Regions from separate parts of the Anser cygnoides genome. Here region 1 is linked to region 2. The links are chromatin contacts, called in public Hi-C maps. All regions are on one chromosome and are shown on one strand. Each heading gives the region's core, a stretch centred on a gene start, on an enhancer-like site or on the middle of the called end of the contact. The rest is flanking DNA. Distances are from core to core; before and after follow the strand shown. Region 1 overlaps WDFY2 (WD repeat and FYVE domain containing 2). Region 2 holds the start of WDFY2 (WD repeat and FYVE domain containing 2).

Region 1 (6,520 bases), core at 3,427-5,926, 50 kb after region 2:
TTTTTGCACACCAACAGTGGTCAAACCTGCGAATGAAGGACCAGCTTTCTATTTTTGCTGCTTCATGTTCCTGAGTCTTTACTAATCCTAGGGCTCAGACTTTTTCCGTGCTCTGCTATCAACTTCCAAATGTCTGAAATTTTACTTCTTTAAGCCTCACATGGGCCAAATTCCTTCAACTTCTGTACCCAAATTCCTGTAGGGTAGACAGCAATCTTTCCATATTGTTCCGAGGAACTTCTCTGCATTTCAAATGGAGAGTTTGGGGTGGTTTTTATGCTTCCAAAGACGTTTAATCTTTCCAGAGTGTCAGCTTTTACACAAACAAATGTAAGCAGCCTTCTTTGTGCAACACATGTTGCTGGGTCCCAGAACAGTAATAAACCAGTAGGCCTGTGGATTGAGGAGCGCGGCAGTCACTGTTCATTTACAGCTGGGAATAATTCAGCACATCTTTCAAGCCACTTGTTTTATTAAAATGTCAGCTCAATCAGCACTTCACAACCAAACCCACTGGTCATTCATACAAAAAGCCCTCTCTGTAGAAGCCTGGGTTCCATTGCTTTAATGAAAAGCTTTTGAGGGCTTTATTTAGGTAGCAGCAGCAATTTATTCATTCAGCTGGTTTATTCATCTTGCCCAGCTGTGATCTTTTCCTTTTTTATTTGTTATTTTTCCCATTTTCTTTTTAGCTGATTCCCATGCAATGCTAAAGCTTCCCTCTGGTGTTGGGTTGTGCCTGCACGTAACTCCTTATGCTGCTGGGGTATGGAGGAGCAGCAGCATGCTGCCACATGGGCATCTGCTGTCATAAAACCAGCTCAAGACAGGTTTAAACAGAGCCTTTTCCACAATGGCTGCTTTGTTGGTGATGGTACAAGGATGGAAGAGAGACTTGGGCTACCTTAAAAGATAGATGGCTAATGTAGGCGTGGAAGGAATAAAGTTTTGCTTCTTCTCTTCCTCGTGCAAACATTGAATGTGCAGGGGAGGAGTCTTACAGGCTTTCATGGTATCTCATGTCAACAGGGTTATCGAACAGGAGCTTCTTCTGTAGGGAAGGGCGAGCAGATGAGCAGGGAATGGCAGAGCTGCGTGCAAGGGGTGCTGTTTCCAGTGGTCTTCTACCTGCGTGTTCTTTGCGGTGCAATTATATGTCTGTCTGCTTAATTTTATGTCTGTTTGCTTAATTTTCAGCTCATCAAAGCAGGGTCATAATGATTCTGTTCGTCCTGGAGATGGAGTGGGTGCTGAGCACCGGACAAGACAAGCACTTCACGTGGCACTGTTCAGAGAGCGGCCAGCGCCTGGGAGGGTACCGCACCAGCGCGGGGGCCTGTGGCCTGCAGTATCCTTTGCTGAGCTCTTTGGCACTTAAACAGCCTTTTTGTTTGTTAGCTTTCTTTTTTTATTTCCCTAATTGTCCTCCGACTTTTGTGCCCTGTGTAGGTTCAGTGTTTTGTAAGAGAAACCGTTATCTAAAGCCGATTAAAAAAAAAACAACAACCCAACACTAACTGTTCTCCTTGCTTTGTCTCCTTAATACGTGGTGGCATATTTAGGTCTTAGCATTTCTGAGCAAAACAATGGGCAATCTGCAACCTGTTGTGGTCTGCTATTGTAATAAGTAAGGACAGGGCCTTCGTTCAAACATGCAGTGTATTCTTTTTTTCTAAAAATTAATGGTAGCAAAGTAGGTCGGCGATCAGGTCAGTGTGTGTGTGTCTATGCATGGTAAGAATTAAATGACTTTAATATGAAATAATGAGTACTTGTCTTTCACTCTGGAACAGCCCACTGTGCATTGGGAATTTGGGCCAACTAAAGAATAAATGGCTCCAGAAATGGCACTCAAGTGGCTTATTCACCTAGAGCTGCCCCAGCTGCCTGAGAATAAAAGAAATATTAATTCAGCTTTATTGCAAATGAAAAGGGAAGTAGAAAAGTATGAGCTCTTAGGCTGAAATCAGGGGTTAGCATAAACAGACCTTTTAGTGCCCCGTAGCATATGTGCTAGAGATGATGTGTGTTCTGCTAGTTCATGGGAAATGAGACTGACTCAAAATTACACTCTGAACAAGGGAAATATAAGCACTTGCTTTATATCTTCTGGTTGAATGAAGGGCAAACTAATCTAAATGGCATAGTGTGTGAACTCCATTTTTAATTAATTAATAAATATTTTAGAAAGTGTGATATAAAAATTTGTTCTGCATTTCCTAAAGCTCTCTAGAGAGCAGACTGGTTCAAGTGATTGCAAATTTTGGAGGACACTTTAATTTGGGTCGTTGGGTCATGCTGGTGGAGGGCCAGGGAAATGACAACCATTGACAAATACTGAAAAACCTTGGCAGAACCAGGAATGTTTGGGTTTGGTTGTTTTTGTTGTTGTTGTTTTCCCCAGTGTCCTGACTGCATTTGATCAATGTGAAGGAATTGATCCTTTAATATGCAATATGGAATCTAAATGTGCAATTAAATCAGATGAAGAGGTCAGAATCTGTTGAGATAGATGGCTCCAGTAAGTGGCTGAATGGGTCTGGATTTTATTCAGTTAAGAATATGGTGTGTGATACACCTGATGTAACTGACAGTTCCCCACATATGTTATAAAACATAGACTGGCTCTTGCAACATGAGCATTGCCACCAAATTGCTATTAAAAACCGTTTAAGGAGATAATCTTCTGGAGGACTTCTATGACACTGGCCAGTGGTCTGGAAAAAAGATGAAAGTTTTATTTGTATACATAAATATAACAAAGAAGCAGGAAACAAGTAACAGTTATTTTAAACACTTTTATGGAAGGAAAGAGGAATAATAAACACCATGAGACTCTAGCACCTAAGCTAGAGAGCCTGGGAAGATGAGACTCCTCTGTTCGTGGCAAAGGGCTACTTCCAAGGCATTTCATAATTTGTGTTTTTATTATATTATTATATCTTCAGGAAGTCTCTTTTTTCTTGCTATTTGGTTTACTCAGACTGCTTTATTAATATGAACAGCTATGAGTTTGATATCTAAAAGTACACCCTGAATACCTCCTTGAAACTGGAGCACTATTCATGAGGTTGCAGTACGCTCATGTTAAAAGCATTAACAAGTCATGAAAAGCAGTGCATTAAACAAAAATTGTGCGCAAACAATGTATATTCCTCAGCATTTGTCCATCAGATTCGATGTGGAAACTCGGCACGTGTTTGTTGGTGATCATTCTGGGCAAGTAACCATACTCAAACTAGAGCAAGAGTCCTGCAGCCTTGTTACAACATTTAAGGGACACACAGGTAAGGCTTGAGGAGGAGACCCTATTTGGTTCTTCATCTGTGCTCAGCATCATGGCAATGTAACTCTCCTGTGAAACAGTAAATAGCATGGAAAGGGAGCTCAAACTGTCCCTATAGCTCAGGGAAGTTTATTCTTTATTGCTGAAAAGAAGAGAGGGATTAGACTTCTGAAAAGTGCAGGAAATACCCCTATCAGTTACTGCTAATTAAAGTAGAGTGAGGACAAAAGTTGCAGTATCTCTGGGGGTGGAAAAGATGCTTCCTGGGGAAAGACCCATATTGGTACACATTATTGCCCAGGTGGGTTATGCACATCCAAGATGTGCTTATTGGAGGAGCTGAGTGGTGGTTTTGCTACTGGGGCTTGTGCTCCATCATGCTTTAAAAACAGCAGCCCTGGGATGTGAACTTGCTGTCAAACAGAAGAAACGATCATTCCTCAGCACCTTCCCTTCGTATCCCTCCTCTGTGACTGAATGCTGATAACTCGAGCACAAGGCAGTTCAATCCCCGTACTAAGAAACTGTGAAGATTTCTGTAGATTTCCCACTTCCTTCTGTTTTACTGTAAAATCTGTCACCTGGGAGTGGTGGAGATGAAAAGCTGTGCAGTTACACTGTGACCATCATATGATGGCTTTCCTTCTGCTGCTCTCTGCTGCTCAGTGGGTTCATCCACACAAGCAAGCAGCAGCTGAGCCCTCTGGCTGCAGAAGAGCAGGGTTAGGGCTTCAGTAACATTTCCAGGCTGCTGCTTATCAGATGGGCAGTACAGTGGCTGCATGGCCCTTGCTAAAGAGACCACTTTTAATCACTCTCTCTCTGGTTTTGGTGTTATATTTAAATATGTATCTGTGTATTTGGTGATATCTTCAAATATGTACCTATATATTTAGCTACATTCTTCTGTAATAAAATGACTGTTCTGTGCATCTCTTATTTCAGGCGGTGTCACTGCTCTCTGTTGGGACCCAATACAGCGAGTTTTATTCTCAGGCAGTTCTGATCATTCCATTATAATGTGGGATATTGGAGGAAGAAAAGGAACAGCCATCGAGCTGCAAGGACATAAGTACGTTCAAAGCCCTTCCTCCTGTTTTTATGAGAGAAAAGCTGAAGGCAGAAGCCACATCTGGAAACAGAAACAGCCCAGAGGTTACGGTTTTCACATGCCTCAAGCTTGTATGTGTGACTCCCTGTGGTCCATATACAACCAGAGTAAATTGTTTAAAGTGAGTTTTTCAGTTTGGGGCCCACAGGCTGCTTTAAAAGTCTGCAAAGGGTAGTGAAAGAAAGCACAATTATCTGCAGTCCTGAATGTGTTATGTGAGAGTGCACCTCTGCTGGAAAGGAAGGGTCCTCAAATGAAAACAGCTGCAGGGAAATTCTTGCTTTTTAGGTGTCAGGTTCTTTCGTTCCCCTAGAGGGAGCATCAGGCTTGGACAATTAGTTATGTTTTACTCCATGCTAACCAGGTGTTTTCCATCTCACTTTACCTCCAGCCTGAATTACAAGTAATATGCTTTACCCATATGGGCTTTCAACATCTCTGTAATGCAAAGAGGCTTCATCTCTGCACGTACAGACCTCACACTTGCATTGTACAGTAGATGTCTTTGAAGAAGAGTAAGCCTGTGCTGGGCGTTCATTAGGCTAGAAGTAGAATGGCTGTTGTTGCAATGACTTCTGAGCCTTTTAAATGCTGGCATACATGTTAGGTAGGTATGGAGAGGCAAAATCCCATGGTGGTTTTGGTCTGGCAGTATTTACAGCTTCTTACATATTCATACATTTCCCTTGAGTGATGCTGTGCTCTGCTGAGTGGTTTGGTTGGGCCACTGGGACTTCGGAGCACTGTGGAGTTCTTGTGGGAATTCCCAGATCACTCTTGAACCCTAACGCTGGCACTTGCTAATGCACTTCTGCTATATTTATTGCTGGGGAAACAAGTTCTTCTGATACGAAGTTAGCCTCTGGATCTTAATGGGTAGCATGGCTGTTGGCAGGCTCCATGCAGTATAGAGACCTGGTCCTAATGACAATGGGGATCAGGAAACATTTCACTTAATGCAGGTCAGCACTGTGAAGGTAGACTGAAGGAAGAAAGAATCAAAAAATTCTTTGTGGGTTTAAACCATATTGTTTCTTAAATGCTGCTTTTTCTTCAAAGAAGAAGCAAAAGCACCTAAATCATCCACCTTAGCTTGGGAAGGCTTAGAAACAGTTTAGCAATTCCTGTATTATTTTTGAAACTCTCCATGCTTGTTAGTGCTAAAAGAAAATCTTCAGCAGTTATTTAGTGCTTTGTTTCTAGATGTTGCAGAGTGTTACCAAAACACAGAATCACAGAATGGTTGAGGCTGGAAGGAACCTCTGGAGATCATCTGGTCCAATTCCTCTGCTGAGCATGGTCACGTAGAGCACATTGCGCAGGATCACATCCAGGAGAGTTTTGATTATCTCCAGAGAAGGAGACTCCACAACCTCTCTGGGCAACCTGTTCCAGTGCTCTGTCACCCTCACAGTAAAGATGTGTTTTCTCCCATTCAGCTGGAACTTGCTGTGTTTCAGTTCGTGCCCCTTGCCTCTTATCCTGTCTCTGGCACCACTGCAGACAGTCTGGCCCCATCCTCTTGACATCCTCCCTTCAGATATTTATAGACATTGATAAGATCCCTTCTCAGCCATCTCTTCTCCAAGAGAAACAGGCCCAGCTCTCTCAGCCTGTCCTCATGACAGGTGCTCCTGTCCCCTCATCACCTAAGCAGCCCTCCTCTGAACTCGCTCCAGTAGTTCCATGTCCCTCTTCCACTGGGGAGCCCAGAAGTGGACACAACACTCCAGGTGTGGCCTCACCAGGGCTGAGAAGAGGGAGAGGATCATCTCCCTCGACCTGCTGGCAACACTTCCAAATGCAGCCCAGGACACCGTTGGTCTTCTTGGCCACGAGGGCACATTGCTGGCTCATGGTCAGCCTGCTGTCCACCAGGACTCCCAGGTCCTCTCCAGCAGGTCACCCCCCAGCCTGTACTGGTGGTTGGGGTTATTCCTCCCTAGGTGCAGGACCCTGCTCTTGCCTTTGTTGAACTTCATGAGGTTCCTCTCCAGCCTGTCAAGGTCCCTCTGCATGGCAGCACAGCCCTCTGGGGTATCGGCCACTCCTCCCAGATCTGTGTCATCAGCAAACTTGCTGAGGGTGCGCTTGGTTCCATCATCTAGGCCATTGATGAAGAA
Region 2 (6,508 bases), core at 391-2,890:
TGTGAACCATACCTTGTTAAGATAATCATTTCCCCCTTACTCACTTCCTTGAAGGTCTACTGGGCAAAAAATATTCTACGTCTCCCTAGAGCCTGCAGTATGTTGCCTCCAGCATACTTTCAGACCATGTTTATCTATGAATAGTGCATAGTGCCAAATCCTGAATGCAAACAAACTGCAAAGACAGCAGCCCTTGCCAGATTTCTTCAGACTTTAGTTTTCAAAGACATTTTAAGGTATACATCCATTCTGAAAATTGTCAAGTATATCAGCATCTTCAAAGAATATTTCATACATCATGTAGCAATGCAAGCTTTTCTGGCTGTAGGTCTAGCTGTAGGTCTAGCCTAGGACCGCAGGGTCATCTGTAGCAGTAAGAGGGCTGGTTTCCATCTTCAGTTCTCTAGTAGCAGTTCCCTTCTAAGGATTGTGAGAAAGGGATGTTATCTAATGTGATCATACATCCCCTGGGAAACAGCTTGAGATTGCAGATGCATTTCCTACAAGCCATTATCTGTTGCTGACCAGACATTTCCCTCCACAGTACACTTGTGAACTTCAAATAGTTCAGTGAAGTACAGCTTAAATGCCTTGCTGTGGTCCTGCAGGCCTCCAGACCCTGTTTGTCTAGTATAATATGTTCAGTTTACTAAACACTATCTAGAATTTAGTTTTCACTTCTATACGTGACAGTCTTGTCACAAATTGCACAACAAATATACGCCTATCTGCTAAACTCATAAGCCTCCTCAATTTCTCTGCTGATGGGAAGGACTTTTTTTTTTTTTTTCAGAGAACTGCCGCACTTCATCTTACCATGGGTAAGTTTAAAGTTATACTTGAAGTAACGCTTTCCAGCCTGCAAATCACTTCTGCGATGTAGGACAACTGTTCAGATACCTAGAATTGTTTTCCGGAGTTCTCCAGACGGATTATGAAAGATTGCCTTTGGCATACACTTCAAGAGAAAGCGTGTGTTTGTTTGTTTGTTTGTTTGTTTTGCTGACGTTAGCACAGAGCTTTGGGTAAGTTCCCTGACCTTCTTGGACCTCAATGAACCCAACAGGAAAAGTGAGCAAAAAGCAGAATCTCGCTGAAAAGCAGTTGCTGGAGCCCCATTGCATTTCCCTTAGAAATTCACCACGAGAGAGTTCGTAATCTAAATACAGACAAGCCTTGGTATTGCGAGCGAGGAGCTTTGCAACCAGCCGGCCACCGTGTGGCGACCGGGCAGGGAGGGCTGCCCTCCGGCACCCGGACCCGCACCCCCGCTCGGGAAAGCAGCCATCTACACCCAGTTTTTAACCACCATTACCTGCTCAAGGCCTCCCTTTAGCAGCCCGGCTCCTGACAGCTGCCTGCAAGACCCGAGGTTAATCCTCCCCGCAGCGCTCAGGCAGGCTGGCCGCCGGGACACCCCTGGGGGCGCTGCGAGATGGCGACGCCGCCCGCCGCCATTTCCCCCCTCAGCCCCCCGCACCGCCCGGCCCGGCCCAGGGGGGCGGCCCGGCCCGGCTCGGGGGCGGTGCCGCCGCTTCCTCGGTTCCTGCTTCCCGGGGAGCCCGGGGGATGAGCGACAGAGCCCGGCACCGTGCACCGAGTCCCTCCTTCTCCTTCTCCTCCTCCTCCTCCTCGGTGCGGCCGCCTCCCCTCGCCGCAGCCTCCCCTCGCCGCAGCGGCGGTGCCCATGGCGGCGGAGCCGCAGCCCAAGGCGCTGACCCGCAAGCCCCTCCTGCTCAACAAAGTGGAGGGCTCGCAGGAGGTGGTGAACATGGCAGCGATCGTGCCCAAGGAGGACGGGGTCATCAGCGTCTCCGAGGACAGGTACCGGGAACGGGCAGCCGGGCGCTGGCTCCCCCGGAGCAGCCGGGTTGCAGGGCGGCGGTGGTGGTCCCACCCTGGTGGTGGTCCTGGTGGTCCTGATCCTGATGGTCCTGGTGATGGTGGTGGTCCTGGTGGTCCTGGTCCTGCTGGTGGTGGTGGAGGTGGTGGTTCAGGTCCTGTGGTGAGGGTGCTGGGGGTGCCGCGGGGATCCTTGCTGACCTTGCCTGAAGGTTTGCGGTGCTGCTGGCGAAGGCAGTTCTCGTTCCCCTTTCCCCTCTCCCAAGTGTTTCTCGGTGGTTGTTTAAAAATGCCCTATCGCGGTGATAAGATCTTGGAGTTCAGTCCCGTGCTGTAAAGCTGCCAAGGAGCAGAAGGTTTTCGGGCCCTTCAGCTGCGCGGCGTGGGGTGAACGCGTGGCTGACGCTGCTCGGAGGCGATCCGCTCTCCCCTGCAAGAGCCTGAGCTTCATGCAGCCTTCCAGCTGAAGTTTCACACTGAATTCTGAAGGTGCCTTCCTTTAAAGTCAGAGCTCAGTTTTCCTGCACAATCCATACTTAATTATTTTAAACAGAATTTCTTTACAACTCAGGTGCACCTAACCTGTGCCCCCAGCTGTCTGCTTGAAAGGCAAACGCGTGAATATGTCGCGATTCTCCAGGTTTTTTGGGGGGACTATTTCTCTTGGACACCCGTTATCCTGTTCAGTGTCTGTTTTTATTTCTCTGTCAGCTTTCCTGAAAACTGTGAGTATTTCTTTCATCCTGTCGTTGTCCTCACTGTGCGTTAGTTTCCAGCTAGTTGTCAGACATGTGAACCGTGTAAATCCAAGATGATTTAAGTTCATCTAAGCCATGGTCTCCAAGTAAGTTGTCATGGCTCACAGCGAGAAGAGCTGCTTCAAACAAGTACACTGTAGAAGCGTCTTTAAACAGAGTTTTAAAGTGCTACATGGCCATGATTTAATTTTCTTTATGTTTTTCACTTACTTGTTGTGAAACTGAATAGCGCTTACTCAGCTAATTCTTTTTATCAGTAAAGACGTATTCCTGAAATTAATTTGCTCTCATATGGGTCTCTCTCAACTTCTGTCGCTCCCCCCCACCACAGAAAACAATTAGTATCTAGCTTCCGCTATTTTAGCAGGTATGAATTGGTGAGAATAGGTGGGTGCCGCAAGTCAATATTTCTTGGTAGAGAAAGGGATTGGTGACATGCGTTTGCTTCACTAATAATTGAGATGTTAGGTTCAAGAAAACAGCGGTGAAGCGGAGCCCAGAGGTTTGTCACTCAGCAACTTACTAGTTTGACAGCAGCACCCCCTCTCTCCTGTCCCAGCACTAGCCGCTAATGTAGGACCCTAATTTATGTCCTGCTTGCTGCTGCAGCTGGAGAAAGAAATCTGCTGCTAGGTGTCTAAAGGTGATACAGGATAGCTCAAAGGAAACAAGAAGTACTGTGTTAAGTCTGGGGGCTCCCAGGTCATTTTCTGTATAAAGGCACTAACGAGGTAACCTACTTGCTCACGGGCCAGTTTGTGGTGTATTTGAGGTGCTATAAGCTATGATCTTGCCTTTTATTTCTTTAGGCATGAAGATATTGATTGATCCTTTCTCCTTTCATTTTCCATCTGCATTGGCATTTTTATTGTAATTAGAAGATTCAGAGACTAAAACTTATTTGGAAGGAATAGCAGTTTGGAATTCAAACTTGGAGGCTTCCAGATACCTGGGGTTGGAGAAACGTTTACCAGACTCTCAATACCTGTGCCTTATGATCAGGCTTCTGCAGATCCTTCCTGTTTGGACCTGCCTCCTGGTGTTAGTGTTGAGGCTGTTGTTTAATGGCCTTGGAATGTGGAGGGCTTTTAGAGATTCCTGGAAACTGCAAAGGGTGGTTATGGAGATGTTATCTGTCTCTTTACTTGGGGAAATTAAGTGAGTTTTGGCTGAGTTTACCAGCCTGTGATATGTTGGTCATATGAGAGAGATGCTCTGAAACTTTTGCAGAGGACTTTAGCTGGAAGGACTTGCTGTTCCCAGCATGTGCTTTGGACTGGGGAGGTCATCTGGAAAGAGAAGGCAATTCTCTGTTGGCTTGCTAGTTAATAGCTGAGCATATCGAAGTTGAAGCTGCTGGTAGTCTTTTAACATATGCAACAAGTAGGCATCGCTTTGCAGTTTTCTTTAATGCATTATATGGCTCTATAGCTGTAAATCCTTCAAAGCAGGAGCTTGGCCTCCAGTCTGTATTTTGTGTGACACCAGTGGTTTTATCTGGTTTTAAAAGACTGCGGAAGTGGTTCCAGCTATAGCTTGCAGACATAGCCACGCATTATGTAGCCCTGAATTGTTTGTGTTTATAGCACATACATGCACATATTTTCAGGAATAAAATGAAAACTGAGTAATAAACCAGAGTATGGTCGTTCCTCATGAAGAAGGGCATAGATGGGAAAAGAAGGAACCTCAGGAGGGCTTATGTATTTAATTAAGACTATCTAAATCATACATAACCTGCAGGGTTAGAGTTTGTTTTCAGCATGCATCATCCGTATCCTCAACATAATTTTTCTTCTGAACCCTACTCAGAATCACAGTAGTTAAACAGTATGCATCGTCTCCTAATCTTAATTGTTTTAGCTGATTCCTTGTTAGGGCAAAGTAGATTGAGCCAGTATCTCTTTGCAGGACAGCGGGCGTACATTGGGAAGGATAAGATGTAATTTTATTTTGTATTTTCCTTCTAAGGAAAAGGGATGCAGCTGTCTAGGCAGGTGAAGGTTAAAGGAGTGGCAGCATTTGTTGTCCAAGAACGTATGTATCTGATGCAGTAGGGCTATAAGAAAGAGATTATTAGCTTTCATGCATGCTCTTTTCCTTGGCAGTGAATGGGTGGAATTAGCAGGCACATACATCAGACATGTAGAGTCTTGAGGGATCCATAGCACTGAACACACTAGATTCTACACGGGGAGCTAAAATGGGATTTTCCTAATGTGCACAGCTGGCCCTAGGCTATCGTTGGCTTCCTATGTTAAAAGCATGCACCACCATTTCAAAATTGCTGAGTGGCCTCGTCTTTTGTTGACTTCAGAGGGAGATGTGGGTGTTGGGCACTTCTGAAAAGTAGGTCACCGGCATGTCATGTTCAGGCACATCCACTCGGTGCTCCGGAGAAGGTTTAGTATCACTAATCTCACCTGAGCATGGGGATACGGTGGGAGAAGTGTACTGACTCACCCAGCTTTCAGTGCGAACAAGTCTGCTTGGCGTTGACACGTTTCTGTATTTCCCACGAGCCTGCCAGGGGTGCGAGTGCTGTTTCAGCTGGGTGCCCGATGTGCTGGTCCAGTGACACCATGAAGAACTGGCAGGAGGCGGCTAGGTGTCACGGTGGTAATCCTGCGTTTGCCTTCTTTTTGGGGTACCACTAGCTATATTGTAGGAGAGGAAATCAGATATATACTGGTGTAGACAGCTTCCCTGTAAATTGCTAACTCTGGTCTGTGCCCTCCTTTAGGTGGGACGTTTGTGCTAGCTCCCGTGCTACAGACCTTTAAAATGTCGGTGTTGCGGTCAAGAATTGTTTCCCGTAAAGTATTCATGGGAGGCAAAAACCTTCATAGTCTGCAACTGAAAGTTGTCAAAATTCTTCTGGATTCTTTTTTAAAAAAAAAAAAGAAAAAAAACAGGCACTCTTGTCTCCTGGAAGGAGACAAAATCCAGGAGTAAATTTTATGCCACAGGAAATAGTTCTGTATTTTTAAATAAGGGAAGAGAAACCTTTGCCTTCTGCACTACCCTTTATCATCTGAAGTTCCTTGTGTGCTGGGATGTCTTGGCTTCTTTGTGTGGATCACTGTATAAACACAAGTGGCAGCGAGCCCAGGCTGTTTGTCATGTGCGTTCATATTAGTGTCTTTGTCTCGCATGGAGAAAACGGCACAGAACTTGTATTGCTAGGTTTGTTTTGCAGTTTGTGGCTTCTAAATGCAGATGCACACTTAAGCTGTTCTTCTGGACAAGCTGACCGGCATTGTTTTTAGGGTTAATAAACGTGAACGACAGCCTGGAGTTATAGTTCATGCCCGGGTGAGGTGGGATTCATCACGCTGTCCTGCATCCAGGCAGGAATTAAGGAGCAGCAGGCTCCTGGTAAACTCTCTGGATTTCTCTTCTCCTGCACGGGAGCGATGCAGAGCAATTGCTTTGCAGAGCAGTGGTTGCAGAATGGGTTTATTGTGCTCTTCTAAGCACAGGGTTATGCCACCGACAGCAGTTCTGCTTTGCGTGTGGCTGTTGGCTCGCAGCAGAAGTACAGGTGGTGCGAGAAGGGATTCTGATGGGGGCTGTTTGTGTGTCTGTCAGTCCAAGCCTGTAGGTTTCACACACAGTTTATTGCAGTGTGAACAGCAGTACGCAGGTTTAGATGTTCTTCACAGGTGTAAAAAGACTTGTCCCTGCTGGAGGTTCTTTAAATTTTGATTAAAATCGTCAGTCGCAAATAAAATTGTTGAGAGGAAATGGAGGAACTCTACAAAAACGGTGTCAAAGTTTGAGGCCTGTTGTTGCAGATGCAAACTTGTTTGCTCAGACTTTTTGTTTCAGCTAATTGGATGCGTTGCAACTGGACGGCTGCGTTTGGACTAAAGCTCAGGGTGGAGGTTAGTGCTGGCTGCTCGAGT

The links. Hi-C and Micro-C count contacts between places; a contact is called where the count stands out from the background.
Region 1: a Hi-C map of granulosa cells shows a contact between it and region 2, with 2.2 times the contacts expected there. The contact joins the enhancer-like site here to the promoter of WDFY2 in region 2. A contact is called at or near these places in 4 of 7 Hi-C or Micro-C datasets (fetal liver, granulosa cells and liver).

Annotation. Positions count from the first base shown.
Region 1 is chr1:184,170,300-184,176,819 of Taihu_goose_T2T_genome, forward strand. WDFY2 (WD repeat and FYVE domain containing 2) reads left to right here. Exons shown (of 12, transcript XM_013179669.3): 5 at 1,198-1,348; 6 at 3,175-3,287; 7 at 4,232-4,358. Among named protein-coding and RNA genes, the nearest start is that of DHRS12, 45 kb to the right of the region's middle. Within about 2 kb of position 4,677, at least 1 of the 3 cell types and tissues checked has open chromatin away from gene starts, as enhancers often do.
Region 2 is chr1:184,123,311-184,129,818 of Taihu_goose_T2T_genome, forward strand. WDFY2 (WD repeat and FYVE domain containing 2) reads left to right here and starts at 1,641. Exons shown (of 12, transcript XM_013179669.3): 1 at 1,641-1,824. The coding sequence starts at 1,688. It overlaps LOC136789405 (a long non-coding RNA gene), which reads right to left and starts at 1,456. Exons shown (of 2, transcript XR_010828178.1): 1 at 1,316-1,456.